Regions from separate parts of the Danio rerio genome. Here region 2 is linked to region 1. A link is a contact called in public HiCAR-type data. All regions are on one chromosome and are shown on one strand. The core of a region is the stretch at or near the end of the contact, and the rest is flanking DNA. Distances in the headings are between cores, read along the strand shown.

Region 1 (2,537 bases), core at 23-2,522:
TTGGAGTTACTTTATAAAAAATGTAACTTGAGTTACTTTTTAGATTATTTAATATGCTTTTAAAAAAATAGTTTGCTGAATTAAAATTAATCAAGTTGAATCACAATGAGAAAATTAGCTCAGGAACAAGCAAAAACTAAGATGGCAGAGCCAAGTATTCTCACTATTTTAAACACTTGGCATGAAAACGGAAGTATTTTACGTTTTGCCAGTTTAGTGGCTAATTCGTACGAATTCATACGAGTTCAGTCAGACGAAATTGTACGATTTTAAAAAGGAGGTGTGGCACCTAACCCCACCCCTAAACCCAACCGTCATTGGGGGATGAGCAAGTCGTACTAAATTGTATGAATTAGATCGTACAAATTCATACGAATTGGCTACTAAATCAAAAAATTACAAATTGCCGTGTTGGATAGTCTCATAGGACAGTGATTTTACTGAACTAAGACAAAAGTAAAAGTAAGCAAAGGTAACTCAAAAGTAATGTAACGCATTACTTTCCATAAAAAGTAACTAAGTAATGCAACTAGTATCTTTTTGGGGGAGTAACTCAATATTGTAATGCATTACTTTTAAAAGCAACTTTCCCCAACACTGGTCAAGTCCACTTAAAAGTTACAAGTTTTTTCTTTTCACTTAAAAATAACACATTTTATGTATTGTAAAATTTGAGTTAGCACCACCTACACTCTTTATCACATCTGCAGAAAGAAACAACTTTTTTCAATATGAGCTTTGATAATGGATATTAGCAAAAATATTTAAGGCAAATCCAGGGAAAACACACATAATAAGAACTAAAAATAAATCAATAAAAATATCCTTCTATTTTCCTTCACATGATATTACAGCTTATTGAAAAAGGGCTTATTTCTCTATATGGGGCATCTTTTATCCACCCTGAATGAGAGACTCCGATTGTTTTACTCACAATGACATCATCTCTCATCATGTTCCTCTGGGCTGGAGTTGCACTGCTGGCCCCAATCAGCACAGAAACATCGGCCAACCTTCATTTACTGAGACAGAAAAAAGAGAGGACAGATGAAGTCAGAGAAAGTCCTTAAAAGTCAAAAGACTCCTTTGTCCAGGCTCTTGCTGTGCTAATCCAAAGCAGAGCAACTTTAATGAGTTTTTGAGATTAAAGTTCTTTGATACCCCTATCAGCAGCTTTGGCTGAGTCACCAAGCTTTCTCATCCCAAGAGGAATGAAACTGAAGCTCCATACAGATGACTCTTATTTTATGCCTATAGCGGTTTATATGAAGGCTTGACCTGTTTAATGTAATTGCTATCATTATTTATTTACTTCATGTCATCGTGAATCTGTATCACTAAAAATACCAATACAGAGGTTTAGTGTGATGTCTGAGTGGAGGTTGTCTGTATTCTAATACAGTACACTACCTGACAAAAGTCTTGTTGTTGACTCCAGATGTAAGAGCACCAAATAATAACTAAATAATAAGTGACTTCTAGTTGAACATTTGGAAAAGTGGCAGAAGGTCTATCTTTTAGATGAATCATCTGTTGATCTGCATCCCAATCATCACAAATACTGCAGAAGATCTACTGGAACCCAAACGGACCCGATATTCTCACAGAAAACAGTCAAGTTTGGTGAAGGAAAAATCATGGTTTTGGGTTACATTCAGTGTAAGGGCATGCGAGAGATCTGCAGAGAGAATGTCAACATCAACAACCTGAGGAATTAAGACATTTGTGTTGCCCATTACATTACAAACCACAGGAGAGGATAAATTCTTCAGCAGGTAAGCGCTCCTCATACTTCAGCCTCCACATCAAAGTTCCTGAAAACAAAGAAGGTCAAGGTGCTGTGCTCCAGGTTTGGCCGGCCCAGTGTCCAGACATGAACATTATTAAGCATGTCTGGGGTAAGATGAAGGAGGAGGCATTGAAAATGAATCCAAAGAATCTTGATGAACTCTGGGAGTCCTGCAAGAACACTTTCTTTGCCATTCCAGATGACTTTAATAAGTTATTGGAGTCATTACAGAGATGTATGAATGCAGTCCTCCAAGCTCATGGGACTCAAACACAATATTAACTTTTTTTCCACTGCATCATGACTTTATTTTCTAAAACGTACACCATTTCTGTTAGGCGTCAAGATTTTTATCTAAGCAAAGTCAGACCTTACTTCCCTAATTAAATAATTAAAAATCAAGGCATGATCATATTTCATTTTGGTAAAATAAGTGTAATCTAGAGGAGGCCTTTGCATTTCATATTAGCCACATCTGATACCAAATAATAAAGTAAAAGTTATTATTTGTTCTTCCTAAAACTTGGATAGGCGACAAGACTTTTGTCAGGTAGTGTATGTATATCTGGCTCAAATAGTGCCAAATCACTCACTGTTAGTTTTCAAACCTGACCCAAGATTGACCTCAAATAATAATACTTGTGTTTGACCTGACTAGACTGCCTTTATTTTCAAACTCGAACTGATCTAAATGTTAGCCAGCCGCATTGACGTGTGCACAGCCCACAGTCAATAAGGGAAAAAAGTG
Region 2 (2,537 bases), core at 12-2,511, 120 kb after region 1:
ATATTTTATTTATTTATTTATTTTGCTATTAGTAGTAGTTACAATATATTTATTTGATCTAATAATGATTTGAATGATCTAATAATCCTAATTATTTCATTTATTAAATAACAGTTAAAAGATAAAGATGATAATAATTATTATTATTATGGTCACATTTTATTTTAATATACATTTCTCACTGTAAATAAGCCATTAACTAAGACTTTTGGCTCAATTGACTGCTACTACTACTTATTAATAGTTTGTAAGGTAGTTGTTGGGTTTAGGTAACACTACAGCCAGTTTAGTTTATTCAATTCACCCATAGTGCATGTGGACTGTGGGGGAAACCCGAGGACCCGGAGGAAACCCACGCAGGGGGTATAAAAACAGGGAGAACATGCAAACTCCACACAGAAATGCCAACTGACCCAGTCGGGAATTGAACCAGTAAGCTTCTTGCTATGAGGTAACAGTGCTAACCACTGACCTCCGTGCCGCCCTTTTATGACTTCAACAACAATAATAATAATGGTTATAATAACAATAATGGTGATTTATTTGTATTGTTGAATTAATATTTATATTAGTGATTGTAATGGGTTTTATTTTGATTTTCAAAATCTCAAATGTAGGGAAAAAGAAACTGTATATAAAGTATGTGTCAATGTAGTTATCTGTTTTCAGCAGTATATCTATTTGACACGTGAAAACATCTAAACAAAAATAAATAAATAAATAAAAAAAACTAAAATAAAATGTTTTTGAGTATTAAATGTATTACTTTAAATTCCTCTACCAAAGCGTGAAAAAGAAATGGACTTTTACTGTATAAATCCTCAAAATTCCATGCCTTTAATTAGGACTGGGCAATTATGAATCTCTGCTACATGTAAATCATATTCTTTGTTGCCAGTGTATTTGTTCGTACCTTCCAGAATAAGAAAATAAATAATTATATTGAATGTTTTTAAAAAATCGTTCAAAAATCAAAACCAAGGTAAATTATTCTCAATTAATCGAGGCTTTGATTTGAGGTCAAATCGCCAAACTCTGTCTCTGATCAAATCTCATTCGGAATATTCTGCATCTGCATGTTTTAGAAAAACCATCCCATCCTCCAAGAGGCCCTTCCTTTTGTGATGTGCAGTTTTAATGGCACCTCTTTCTCCGGCTCCAACGTGTGTCTCTTCTTAGAGGAAATCCAGCTCGGAATAGAATAGGCCCTCATAAAATCCACTTCCTCAATTCAGCCCTCTGACGAATGTGTGTGAGGAAATAAGGTCCCTTTCATGCCCCCCACATTCCCCAGAGGCTCTCAGAAGTCCAGGTAAAGGGTTATCGCTATGGTGATGGCATTTGGCACTTCTATTTTCAATCAAACAGTGTGTGTGTGGTGAGGGTGGGGTATTTGTATGTGTTTCTAAAGTCTGCCCAGTGCCTGTTGCAGAAATAAACTGCAAATTAGAAGCTTTATCTTTGAGGATCGTTTTACACACATGGCAGCGGGTCCTGCGTCAGAGCGGGTGAGGATGAGATGGGTCTGGTCCCGCTTCTCTCTTTCTGCACCACTGCGGCCTCTGCCATCTGCCCCCAGTCACTCCAACTGTTTGGGTTCAACATGATATAACAGAGAGGAGATATGTGTACAGGCTGGCTTATGCGCCATGAACACCAGTTTGCTTTAATACTGTGTGAAAGGCTAAAAGGATAGTGTCAATATTAAAAAGATGGTTGTGTTGTTATGTAATTCGGGACACATGATCTAGTACGTTTAATGACACAAATTAAATAAATCACATCAGTACCTAGATTATGCTAAAGACTGATATTATGTCATGCATTTGAAAGCAATAAAAATGTTACACTACGGCGGAAAGTTTCTGTCACCTAAAATGTAGAACAGCAGATTTCAGATGTTTTTCAAATGTTCAAATGTTTTCAAAATTGCATATTGTATTTGTAATTTTCATATTTTAAAGTTTATTATCCATAATAACGTTTTTTTATGTTTAGTGATGATTTTTTAGGTGAACTAATCATGCAAAAGATCAGTCAGAGATGAATTTATAATAAGTAATAATTACAACTTGTAGTCATGACAAACAATTCACCAAATTATTGTAATCTGGAGCAGTCTGCATTTAATTGTTTAAGTAAGATTGAAAATGTGTGGTAGGTGATCTGCCTTCATGCTATTCATTATCATAATATAATCTGAAACACAATCACTTGCCTGCCTCCAAAGCCATGCCTCCTGAAATCACGCGAACACACACATTAAAAATCACAGAGACGTTCTATCATGTCATTCACCAGTTGGATAGTTTTTTATAATACTACAATTCCCAATGAAAAACTGAATTCTATCCAGCACATTTTCAGTTGTGTAGTTAGCAATACTTGTCATAATGTGCAATATTTTATGCATGTGTGGATCGTTGGTCTTACTCTCTCACGTGTTTTTTCCTAAAACTGCTGTGCGTAGTGGTTGGCCAGGGGGGTGCAGGAATTACGCTTATTAATAAGCCATACTTACATGCTTTTTCAGACCG

What was found. HiCAR-type assays count read pairs that join an accessible place to other places.
Region 2: a contact with region 1 is called in a HiCAR-type map of caudal fin, with 9 times the contacts expected there. The contact joins two enhancer-like sites. A contact is called at or near these places in 8 of 18 Hi-C or Micro-C datasets (caudal fin, embryo, fibroblasts and 1 more) and 1 of 4 datasets of contacts at active chromatin or transcription factors (caudal fin).

What each region holds. Positions count from the first base shown.
Region 1 is chr2:28,481,524-28,484,060 of GRCz12tu, forward strand. No RefSeq gene overlaps it. Among named protein-coding and RNA genes, the nearest start is that of nceh1a, 8.9 kb to the left of the region's middle. Within about 2 kb of position 1,273, at least 5 of the 62 cell types and tissues checked have an H3K27ac peak or open chromatin away from gene starts, as enhancers often do.
Region 2 is chr2:28,601,525-28,604,061 of GRCz12tu, forward strand. The region is part of intron 3 of ppp2r3a (protein phosphatase 2, regulatory subunit B'', alpha); the gene reads left to right. Among named protein-coding and RNA genes, the nearest start is that of ppp2r3a, 96 kb to the left of the region's middle. Within about 2 kb of position 1,262, at least 10 of the 62 cell types and tissues checked have an H3K27ac peak or open chromatin away from gene starts, as enhancers often do.